3 separate regions of the Sus scrofa genome follow, and regions 1 and 3 are each linked to region 2. A link is a contact called in public targeted proximity ligation data. All regions are on one chromosome and are shown on one strand. The core of a region is the stretch at or near the end of the contact, and the rest is flanking DNA. Distances in the headings are between cores, read along the strand shown.

Region 1 (4,050 bases), core at 72-2,571, 250 kb before region 2:
GCTGTGCCATGACAGGAACTCCAAGAATTTTTTTAAAATCAGGCATAATTCACATATAATATAGTTCAGCCTTTTACAACATACACTTCTGTGGGGTTTTGTGTACTTGCATGGTTGTGTAACCATTACTGGTATCTAATTCTAGAACATTTTTATCACCCCAAAGAGAAACCCCACACCCTAACAGTCACCCCTCATCTCTGCTCCTCTTAGTCCCTGGCAGCCACTATTCTACTTTCTGTCTTTATGGATTTGTCCATGCTGGACATTTGATAAAAATAATATCATATAACACATGGTCCTTTGTGACTGGCTTCTTTCACTTAGGATCATGTTTTTGAAGTTCATTCATGTACCATGTGCTAGCACTTTTTTTTTTTTTTTTTTTGGTCTTTTTAGGGCTGCACCCATGGCATATGGAAGTTCCCAGGCTAGGGGTCAAATTGGAGCTGTAGCCATCAGCCTATGCCACAGCCACAGCAATGCCAGATATGAGCCGCATGTGCGACCTACACCACAGCTCATGGCAATGCTGGATCCTTAACCCACTGAGAGAGGCCAGGGATTGAACCCGAGTCCTCATGGATACTAGTCGGGTTCGTTAACCACTGAGCCATGATGGGAATTCCAGCACTTCATTCTTTTTATGGCTGAGTAATACCACATGGTATATTACATGGAGAGACCACATTTTGTCTATACACTCATTAGTTCATGGACATTTGGGCTGTTTCCACTTTGGGGCTGTTATGAATAGAGGCACTATGAACATTCATGTGGAAGTTTTTACATGGGCATATGTTTTCAGTTCTCTTGGATATATACCTACCCTTGAGAACTTGGTATCTAGCTGGAGAAGGAGCCTGAGGAACTAAACTCAGGTCTCAGAAATAATGTGAGATCCCCTCACCTCAAAAATTACACTGTCAAGATAATGTCTGCCCGTTGTGGCTGGAAATGCAAAGTTCCAGTCCACTACCGGAAAGAAAATCTTAACTTGAGCTGATAACTTGTCTACACAGAGTTCAGAGGAGGAGGAAGCAGTTCCTTCTTTTACTACAGAATCAAGTACCGGTCCATGAGAAGTCCACCTTGAATGACCCTCTGGGAATGCACCTGTTAGGTTGTAATACCCCTCGGCCCCCCCTCCACAGACCTTCCCTACAAGTAATAAATATGAATCTAGGTGCTGGAGAGAGAGTGGCCAAGAAAATAAATATAGTTCCTGCACTCATGGAGTTTACAATCTTTTTCAGAGAAAGATTAACCAAATGCTTACATGTAATGAAGGCTCATGTGGTGGCTCGTGGACGAGAAAGGAGAAGTGAGCAAGCAAGCCTGGCATTAGCCTAGAAACCAGAGCCAGGGTGTCCAGGGCCGTGTGGAGGACTTGCTTCTAGAACCTTCTTTCTACTTGTCTCTCCGAGTTGATGCCTTGATTTTCACAGGGAGAAATGTGGGCCGCTCTGAGCTCTAAATGTCTCATTCAATTCCGCATTGAAAATCTCAAGAAAGGGGGAGTTCTCGTGGTGCCTCAGTGAGTTAAGAACTCGACTAGTATCCATGAGGATGCAGGTTGGATCCCTGGCCTCACTCAGTGGGTTAAGGATCCTGCATTACCATGAGCTGTGGTGTAGGTTCCAGACACGGCTTGGACTCCACATTGCTGCTAATGTGGCACAGGACGGCAGCTGCAGCTCTGATTCGACCCCTAGCCTGGGAACTTCCATATGCAGCAAGTGAAGCCCTAAAAAGGAAAAAAGAAGAAGAAAATCTCAAGAAAGGTTCTCACTGGACTATGTCCTTGGGAAGAGAATGGAGTTCTCTAACAGGTCAGCATAGGTCACATGCCACCTAGGTTCTAAGGAGGGTAGGCTATGGTACCCAAAGAAAGAGAGAAGGAATGAGCAGACAAAAACAATCAATGCTCACCACAGCAGACAAAAATAATCAATGCTTATTTTTCTAAGTAGGGTGGAAAGGAATGCATGATCAGAAAAAGTGTAGCTCTTCAGAGGTATCCAGACAGGAAAAACAGGCCAGGCTAGATTATGTAGAACCCTTTATACCATGAAAGGAGCTTGGCCTTTTATCTCATTGCCCTGAGGAAGCCACCGAAGAGTGTTAAGCCAAGGGAGGGATGTATATTTTAGAGTTACCAGCCTTGAAGACAGGAAGAAGTATTGGGGGCTTTTGTAATTGTCCCTGTGAGAGTTGATGAGGTCTGAACCAAGGCAGTAGAATTTGCGAAGAGAGTCTAGGTGTAGGATATGTTGGCGGAGGTGCCTGAAGAGTTTGTCGCTGTGACAGGTGATGGAGAGGGAGGAGCCAGGCATACAACTGTTCCCATTCGATAAGTAGTCAAGCTCACCTGTGATGAACTTCAGGCTCAGGGCAATTCAAAACTGTGCCTGGGAGTTCCTGTCATGGCTCAGTGGTTAACAAATCCAACGAGAAACCATGAGGTTGTGGGTTCGATCCCTGGCCTCGCTCAGTGGGTTGAGGATCTGGTGTTGCTGTGAGCTGTGGTGTAGGCCAGCAGCAACAGCTCCTATTAGACCCCGAGCCGGGGAACCTCCATATGCCGCAGGTGTGGCCCTATAAAAGACAAAAAGACAAAAAACAAAACAAAACAAAAAACTGTGCCTGAAAGAGTTGGGTGCTGCAAACAAAAAAAGCAAAGTAAGGCATGGTCTTTGCTCCCTAAGGGGCTCTCTAAATGTTGGGGAGCTAAAGTAAATATGAGAAAGGCGAAATGCAAGGTCAATTGAGTCAAATGTGATCAGTGAGATTGCGAGCACAGGATACTCTCATTTTGTTGGCTGATGGGGCCAGACATTATCAAGGAAAGACAGCTGAGATGAGCTTTAAGGCATGGGAAGCATTCCTACAGGTGGGGAGTTGGTGGGGGGCATTTCCGACAGAAGAAATCACATGAGCAAAGACATGGTGACGGAAACGTACATGGCATATTTGGAGAGTATGGAATGACTCGTTTGACTAGATGTCAAGAAGTTGTGAAAGATAAACCAGCAGGATGAGGATACAGGGGTGGGGTGAAAGATTGTTAGCTTTTTTTGCAATCATCCACATGTGGTTAGGCTATTCGTGGAAAGAGGAATTTAAGTAAAGGAGATCATTTAGGGGAAAGATGCTAAGTACTGCTTGGATGTATTGTGATGGAGGTAAATGTAGGACACCCCCGTGGTGATGACCCAGTGATAACTTACGAAAGGTGAGGGCTGAACTCCTGCATAGATGTGCAGTGGGTGTAGCTGCATGCATTAGTTTTTACCCTGATTCACTCAAATAATGATTTGAGTAGCATTTCCAAATTTGCACTACAGAATTTAAAAAAATAGGATGCCTGACAAAGGAAAACACACAGACATGAAATATAATTAAATTTAAGCCATAAGGTTAACATCAAATTTTTATGCTGCAGTTCCTGTAAAACTGCTAGAGGGGGACAGCAAATCTGGCTTAGAACTTCCCAACAGCCAAAGCAAAGGGAAGCATGATTAGTCATAAGATTTCTACTGGACAAAAAAAATACATTATTTATAAATCTTCTAGCCAGAGACAAAGTTGAGGGCTCTGATGTGTTTCCAAGACGCTCCAGTAGAGACACCCAAAGCTCTATTCACCTGGGGCTCCTCTCCTTCAAGAGCACATCCATCTTGAGGTTAGATATGGACCAATGATTTGCTCTGTCCAATGAAATGCGAGCACGCATGGTGTGTCATCCAAGTGGAAGATTAAAGAGCCGGGATACAATTCTCCCTTTGCTCTTTCTCATGCCACCGTGATTGAGACTGCCAAGAAGGGACTACAGAGAAAAAGGGAAGAAAAGAGGAAGGAAAATGGACTGTTTGGTAACATCCAAGGCATAAGACAAGAAGAGAAGGTAACAAAAAAGAAGAGAGGGAGTTCCCGTCATGGCGCAGTGGTTCATGAATCCGACTAGGAACCATGAGGTTGCGGGTTCGATCCCTGGCCTTGCTCAGTGGGTTAACGATCCAGCGTTGCCGTGAGCTGTGGTGTACGTTG
Region 2 (4,119 bases), core at 471-2,970:
CCTACCAGGAAATGTGTCAGAGGTGGGTCAGGCATCTTGCCAGACATTAGGAATTCAGGGGTGGCTCAGACATTGTCACTGACCACCAGGAGGTCACCTGTCCATGAAGGACAGAGGCCCAAGAAGTAATAAGCCCAGGACAGTGCCACAAATGCGGCAACACGTGTTCATGCCTGGGAGCGGGGAGGTGACGGCCTGGTGCCCTCCTTGTCACCTTCTCTCCTTTCCTCGGTGACCCCATCCCTCTGAGCTGCTAGTTCTCCACAAGGCAGAGGGGAAAGACTGCTCCATGCTCACCTTGCTGCACAGAGAGCTTCTTAATGTCCCAGACGTGGGGGGAGGTCGAGGCCAGTGGGAACCAGGAGCCACTTTGTGACCCACCCTCAGCTTCCGTTGAGCCACTTTGCCCTCAAACATCTTCGGAGGCTCCCAAGCCTTCTCTTTCCTCTGGACCGAGAGTTGCCATTTCACTGCTGGCAGGAGGCCATCTGGCCAGGGGTGTGGAAGCGTTATCAGCAGGCACCTGTCCCAGCAGAAGCCTCTCCCCCCATTGTCCTATGGGGGTGCAACAGGAGGAGCAGTTACGTCTCTCCAAGTCCAGGACACCTGGTCGTCTTGGGTTTCACCTGCCAAGACCTGTGTGGAGAAGGGAACGGTTTTTGGATCTACATTATTGCTCTTGACCTTGAGACTCAACGGGGGAACCAGTTGGCACCCTGCATGGAGGGCAGGAGGATAGGGCTGGCCTGGCTGGTAGGGTCCCAAGGACACTTTGGTTGGTCACTGGGCTGCTTTTCTACCTGCTGGAGCCTTAGATCTACTTTCTCTGTAAGAGCCAGCCTGCTGTTGGCTGGGCCAGGGTTGGAGTTTCAATTACCCTTTGATCAGAAACCATCCAGGAGTTATTGCTGTGGCACAAGAAGACCAGTGATGTCTCTGCAGCAGTAAGGACAGGGGTTCGATCCCTGGCCCGGCACAGTGGATTAAGGAGCTGGCATTGCCACATCTATGCTATAGGTCACCACTGCAGCTCAGATTCAATTTCTGGCCTAGGAACTCCACATGCCATGGGGTGGCCAAAAAAGAAAAACAAAAAACACATCCAGACATCGATGCAGAACCCCTTGAGATAGAAATAGAAAGAAATAAGATGGTAAGAAGTCTGTTTACATGACCTGAGATGAGTTTGGCGAGGCAGTTAGCTACCAGATGGAACTCTGGCTGTGTTTCCAAGGCCACTGGTGGGGTCACCATCTACATGTGACCAGTTCCCCCTTAGAATCTTACATCTTAGCTTCTCCTGATCAGTTCCTTATTGCAGTGATAGGTAGGGTGAGGGGTAGGGATGGGAAAAAGAGTGAGGAAGAGGAAGATGTCCTAAGAGAACTGGGAAAAGCCAGTGTTCTAAGCCTAGAACTCGAAGCTTGGCGTGTCTCCCAGGTCCCACTTAGGTTTGTTGAGCACCTACTATGTCCAGAGATGTGCACATGTCCCATGATGTGCTGTTTTAGGAGACGACAGTGTTTGTAGAAAACCAGGGGGTGCCGAGTTAAGCTGAAGAGGGGATGGCCATTTCTGGTAATAGTGGTCCCTCCCAGGTCGGGTCAGTAGCTGGAAGGGTGATTTGGGGAAGGATTCTCCTGGCAACTAGGGAAGTGTCCTCTGCATGAATAAAGAGTATCCTGGTGCCACAGGAAGTTGGCAGGAAGTGACGCATGCAGAGACAGTTCACGTCCCACCTGATCCCAGGCCCTTGCCTGCAGACCAGCCAGGCCACACACAGTCCAGCAAGGAAGTGGCAGCAGTGTGGTTTGAGTCTGGCTGATCACACGGATGTTTGGGTAACCGAATTTTTTTTTTCTGCTTCTATAAAGCAGAAATTGGCACAACATTGTAAATCAAACTATACTTTAATCATAATAAAAAAAAAAAAGTCCTAACATTGGGCTCAGCTGTGGATGCAAATCCTGGGTTCTCCTGTGCAACCTTGGACAGATGACGTCTTTGAGCCCCCTTGCCCTCATCTGTAGAATGAAGCTAATAATCCTGCCTTATAATGATGCCTGTATGGGGAGTATAATGAGATTTTTAAAATTGAATACAATGTGCTTGCAAGAGCCTGTTAGCTTACCAGCACTCAGTAAGTGGTGGCTAGTCTTAATAACTTGGAAAGTAGCAAGATTGCTTCCTGGGAGATGGTAAAGTCAGCACATTCTGGCATAGTTCAGGGAGGTACAGAAGCCCCTTATAGAGTCGTTGCTAGGCCAGCAACACACAGGGCAACCGGATTCTAGACCCCGGAGGTTTTAAGGATAAACTGTTGGTCACATGGTTAGTCTGGTCACCAGCAGAGGCAGAGTGAGAGGGCAGCTAAAGAGGCAGCCTCAGGGGCTCACAGTGGGGTCTCATCCCTTTGGGGGAGATGGGGCTTCAGGCCCTTACTCTAATCCCTAAGACAAGCGCCGCCCTCTTCGGTTTCCTGGTCATCAGGCTGCCTTCTGATTTATCTGGCCTGCCCTGAAAGCTGCCTGGGAGATAATGCGCAGACCAGCAGCCGTGAGCATCTTATCTGCCCGACAGTTCAGGTTCACAAGCTAAGAAACTGACATGTGGTTTTGCACATCAGCCCCCCTCTGCTTTGCTGCTGTGACCTGGCGCCCCCAAGTTGCTCCAGCCTGGCTCCAGTGGGAGCACCTTTCTGCGCCCGTGCATGGAACAGAGGCAGACCCTGCACAGCAGGAGTGCACGGTGGCAGGGAGCCAGCAGCATTTCCCCGGTGACCCCCCGCAGCGCCTTTTCAACCAGGCACCATACTCTCGGTAATGAAGGCAGGGAGAGTCCCCCACCAGAATGCCTTTGCTCCTACGACGGATTTTCCTAGAACTGTGTGCATGTCCGTGTTTTTGTGTTTCCATATTACCATTCTCGCTTGGCTTTTAAAACAGCAACAAAGAAAGAGGAATATCAGTCTCTGTGGCTGCCAGTCCGGTGCACACCAGAATCTCGTGCTTGCTGGTCTGAAGCCACCAGATGGTGGTAGGACTGTGTGGGGGGTGTTTTTTTTTGTTTTTTTGGTTTTTTTCTTTCTTTCTTGTTTTTTCTGCTTTGCAAAAAGTCGTGAAGTGGGAGAAGCGGGGGCATGTGAGATTGGCTGGAAGATTGTCGGCCAACAACAGTTTGCAGTACCTTCCACCTTGCGTGGGCATAAGGACATCTTCCCCGAAACGTGTCGCCGACCTTCCCCAGCGTTTGCTGACCGCGCAGGATCAGCCATCCCGTGAACATGAGCTGGACTGTCCCTTACTACAGCTTCTGCACAGGAAACTCTGCATGTTTTTCTCTTCCTTGAGGATGGAAACATGTCAGGCTCGCCATTGTGGCAGAAGGGAAGTTATGCTTCCTTTGTCCTGGGGAGCTTTCAGGGTTTATTTTTGAAAATCTTTTTAAGTTTTTTCCCCTTTTGTACTAAGCTACCTTTAGGGGACAGATCCTTCCAGTGCTGAAACTACTACTCACGTTTCTCATTGGTTCGTTTCCTTGAAATCAGATGATATCTTTGTTGCAAGACTCTTTTGGTGATTTAAAAGAGCACAGATAGAAATGTTTGGATAGTTTTGAAGCTCTGCTCAGGACTAACGTAGGGTATTTGGACATTGGTCAGCGATTTATGGATGATGAGTGTCTCCTGAATGGAGCTCACTTCCCTGGCTGGTATCAATGGCAGGCGGTCTGTATGGCAACTCGTAATGCCAGGTACTGGTTATTTCTCCCTGTCTCATCCTTGCCTGTGGTTAAACAAATGTAGGGCATCAAATAATACCAACTCTCCCAGCTGTCTGCTTCTCCGTGCCCAAGGATAAGAATAGAACGCGGATGAAGCCAGAAGAAGCAGTTTGTTAGTTTGATGTTCTTAATACCCTGAGTGCCTTCTTTGACCCTTAATGAAAACGACGGTGTCCCCGACAGGAATCGGCCGTCTCCCCAATGCGCATTGAAGAACTTGGATGTGTTTTCCTGAACAACAGAAATGGCAGTGAGTGCAGGACCCCTGAGGGGGCATCAGGCTTCTCAGCTCATTAGGGCAAGTGTGGGATGATGCCGAGCAGCAAGAAACTGCTG
Region 3 (4,349 bases), core at 1,659-4,158, 190 kb before region 2:
CATTTCTTTCCATCTCTCTTTAAAAAAATACAAAATGGGAGTTCCCATTGTGGCTCAATGGTTAACGAATCCGACTAGGAACCATGAAGTTGTGAGTTCAATCCCTGGCCTCGCTCAGTGGGTTAAGGATCTGGCATTGCTGTGGCTGTGGTGTAGGCTGGCAGCTACAGTTAGACTCCCTAGTCTGGGAACCTCCAGATGCCGCAGGTGCGGCCCTAGAAAAGACAAAAAAAAAAAAAAAAATACAAAATTGGTTCTAGAATTTTGTAACTTCATTTTAACTTAATATATTAAGAGCATCTTTTCGTGTCAACCATTTTCAGTTTTTGCTTGTTTGTTTTGTTTGCTCTTATGAACAATGCTGCATTGGCCAGGGGTCGAACCCACAACCTTATGGTTCCTAGTCGGATTCATTTCCCCTGAGCCACAGCGGGAACTCCTAAACATTTTACTTCAAAACATACCCACATCCACTAGAATGGTTAAAATTCAAGAGAGAACACCACAGGCTGGTGATCATGGAGAGAAACCTGAACACATGCTCAGCGGGTGAAAGTAGGAACTGATACAACTACTTTGAAAGGCCTCGGCAGTACCTACCGCAGCTGAGCACACACTTCTCAGTAGCCCCATTCCTGGGGGGAGAGTCGGCCACGGTATGTACACAAAGCTACCAAAAGACGCAAGAATGTTAACAGCAGCGCTGTTCACGGGAGCAGAAAACAAAACAGCAGCAACCCCCACATCCACCAAGAGTAAACTATGGAACAGTCACAGAATGGAATCTTGAGAGCAATTAGCCTCCAACAAACGGATGCTGCCCATACCATGAGTGAGTCTCACAAACATTAACAGTGAGTGAAAGAAAGCAGATGCAAAAAAGGAGACTGCATCATGTCACAGATGTGAGGTTCCAAAATAGGCCAACTGCGTCTATGCAGTTGCAGGCGCTGGAGGTGAGGATCCAGGGAGGGAACAAGAGAGAGACTTCTGCAGTGGGTCACGTTCTGCTTCCTGGTCTAGGTGCTGATTAGATGGGTGTGTCGTTTTGTGACAATTCATGGAGCTGAACACATGATTTCTGCACTTCCCTGTATTATATTAGACTTCAATAAGAAGGTTTAAAATATTCTTGATTATTTCACTAGGAAAATTCCCAAGTATGAACTTTCTCTTTTAAAGCAATTTGTCAGTTTTTTGCAAATTGCAACATTGTGTGTTGGGTTGAATTGTGTTCCCCCCAAAGATACGTTGATGTCTCTAATCTCGGCTCTCTGTACTGTGGTCTTTCTTTGGAAATATGGTCTTTACAGGCATAACCAAGTTAAATTAGGTCATATTGGATAAAGATGGGCCCTAAATCCAACGACCAGTGTCCCTACAAGAAGAGGGAGAGCTTGGAAATACATAGACACGCAGGGAAGAAGCCATGTGACATGGAGGCAGAGAGATGAGATTGGTGCAGCTACAAACAAGGAAGGCCAAGGATCGCCAGCAGCTGCCAGAAGTCGCGAGAAAAGCATGGAACAGATTCTCCTTCAAAGCTCCCACAAGGAACCTACTCTGCCTTGATCTCTGACTTCTTGCCTCCTGAACTAGGAGCCAATGCATTTTTTTTTTTTTTTTTTTTTTGTCTTTTTGCCTTTTCTAGGGCCACTCCCACGGCATATGGAGGTTCCCAGGCTAGGGGTCTAATCAGAGCTGTAGCCACCGGCCTATGCCAGAGCCACAGCAACGCGGGATCCGAGCCACGTCTGAGCGGGATCCGAGCCACCTACACCACAGCTCACGGCAACCCCGGATCTTTAACCCACCGAGCGAGGCCAGGAATCGAACCTGAAACCTCATGGTTCCTAGTCGGATTCTTTAACCACTGAGCCACGATGGGAACTCGCAACACATTTTTGTTGTAAGTCTCTCAGCTTGTGGAAACGTGTTAGGGCAGCCCTAGGAAACTAATACAAGTACCAAATCCTAAGCAGGATTACTTTGTGATCCCTGCTCAGCCTCTTGCTAGAAGGCAAAGAATGTTCTCAAGAGGTGGCTATAATTTAATCATATTGAGAACCGTCTTGTTGACCAAGCCCAGGTCATCTCCCTGACCTTGCACTGCAGGTGGCTGAATCACTCTGTTCCCCTGAGCAGGTGAGTCGGGGGCAGAACCTGGAGAACAGGAAGGAGGAGAAAGTGAGCAGAGACACTTTTCAAATGTCATCAATCCCAATTCTCAGCTACGAAGGTTATGCAAAGATATTATTACCTTTGTTACTCAACTCTTTTCTCATTATATAATAATTCAGGTTTACTTCACAAAAAATCAGGAAATACTGGAAAGCAAATCAAATAAAAAGCTACTCATAATTCACACCCCGAAACATCCACTATTCGCATTTGGGTGTATTGTCTGCCAGACATTTTCCTTGGGACGTATTTTTATTTTCTTTTTTACGAGAGAAATACTATCCCTTCCTAATTGCCTCCATGTCTTCTCTTCCTTTTTCTCGATAAACAGATTTTAAAAATACTCCCGAGACCCATTCTCCTGCCCACACGCATTTCTGCTTTTGTTTCCCATCATAGAGTCCTCGCCCTGGGCCCCTTCCTGTGACCAACCCACTCTTTCACACAAGAAGTCAGTTCTCCCTCCAGCCCTGAGTTCACGGGGAGAGGCCCTGAGTACAACACAAACAGCGCCAGGGGAAAAGGCTTCTGTAGTATGGTTGCTACCTTTCCCCAAATGTCGGGTTTGCTTTTTCTTTTCTTTTTTTATTGTATTTTTTTTTTTTTTTTTTTACTTTTTCTTTTAGACTTCACATGCTGAGAGTTGATTTTTTTCTCTGCTTTTTAGGGCCACACCCGGGGCATGTGGAAGTTCCCAGGCTAGGGGTGAATCAGACCTGCAGCTGTCAGCCACAGCCACAGCCACGCAGAATCCACGCCACATCTTCTGCGACCTCCACCACAGCTCGTGGCAATGCCAGATCCTTAACCCACTGAGCAAGGCCAGGGGTCGAACCCACATCCTCATGAATACTAGTCAGGTTTGTTACTTCTGAGCCACAGTGGGAACTCTCGAGAGTTGATTTAATTACATTCCTCCGTTCAAGACACGGTTATCCTCAACATCAGGACCAAAAGCTCCTGTTTCCGTATGTTCCTTTACACGCCAAGTCCTCACTCCCTCTCCCCTCTCCCCTTTCACATCCGTCCTAATGTGTTTGATTCAAGTCCTAGAAGGTCGAACTGGGTGACTTCCATTTGCACCTCCAGATCCACTCCCCATTTCTCTTGGTCCAGCTCCCGGCCCCTGGCAACTCGTCCATAGGGTGAGCATCAGCAGCTTGCTTGCCCTCTGGCTTCTCAGTGGGTTTGGCCAATGAAAAGCCCCATCAGGGGAGCTGGAAGGTGGCAGGAGGAGAGGCCAGGGCACTTGTTCCCTTTTCCTCCGGGGAGTAAGGGCTTCAGGCGCGAGCAGGTGTTGGCTACACCCCGTGGCTCCTGAGGGGGTGTCTTCTCCAGGAAGCTCTCTCAGCTCTTTCGGCCCCTCAGGTCAAGGGCATGGTGAGGCACAGGGCTGTTCCTAGCTCCGGGGCACTTCACCGTGGAGGATTACTTTTCCTAAGACTGCCCCCGCCTTTGTCGACAGTCCTTGTATCAACCCTCCAGTTATGCAATATGTGTGTGCCAATCTCTTCCCTGCTTGGAATGTTCCTTCGTGTGCACGTGTGTGTGTACCTGGGTGTTTAATGCGTGGACCATTACCATCTTCAGATCTCACCCTGTTTCTTACTCCTTTCACACAACTGTGTTTGTACAGCCTACATTCCTATAAATGCTCCAGGTCGCTGCTTCCAACTGCATCTCTCCTCTTACTTCTCCAGCCCCTCATGAGGAGCCGTCTCCAACTTCCAGCTGTCACAGGCAACGCACAGGAAATCTGAATTTTCATCAGCTTTTGAACCCAACACTTTTCAGTTCTTTTCTTGGTCTCGGTTCTGTATTTATACCAAACACAGTGATTTTATGAGTAAATTACATTGCCTGAAGCTCAAGTCTATGTTGCTCCGTTAAACAAAGGGACCCCTAATTCACAAAAGGTGCTTTTGGAATGTGTTTTTTCCTGATTTTTCCACCACAGTGTTAAATTGTGTAATAAAGGAAATGGCAAGAATCACAAAAGCTACCATTTATTGAGCACTTACTGAGCATTTATTGTGCTAAGTTCCCTCATAAGCCTGGGCTGAATGGTGCTCATCAAAAGGATGAGAAGGCAGCTCAGGCTGGCTCTTGAGGGCTGAGTGTTAAATTTTCAAGAATTTTGCAATCCAATTACTAAACACAACAATTAT

What was found.
Region 1: a contact with region 2 is called in a targeted proximity ligation map of alveolar macrophages. A contact is called at or near these places in 2 of 2 datasets of targeted methods (alveolar macrophages and skeletal muscle).
Region 3: a targeted proximity ligation map of alveolar macrophages shows a contact between it and region 2. A contact is called at or near these places in 2 of 2 datasets of targeted methods (alveolar macrophages and skeletal muscle).

The regions. Positions count from the first base shown.
Region 1 is chr4:14,801,475-14,805,524 of Sscrofa11.1, forward strand. All of the region lies in intron 2 of LOC106509966 (a long non-coding RNA gene), which reads right to left. Among named protein-coding and RNA genes, the nearest start is that of ZNF572, 81 kb to the left of the region's middle.
Region 2 is chr4:15,053,936-15,058,054 of Sscrofa11.1, forward strand. The region is part of intron 3 of MTSS1 (metastasis suppressor protein 1); the gene reads left to right. Among named protein-coding and RNA genes, the nearest start is that of NDUFB9, 57 kb to the right of the region's middle.
Region 3 is chr4:14,866,828-14,871,176 of Sscrofa11.1, forward strand. No RefSeq gene overlaps it. Among named protein-coding and RNA genes, the nearest start is that of MTSS1, 64 kb to the right of the region's middle.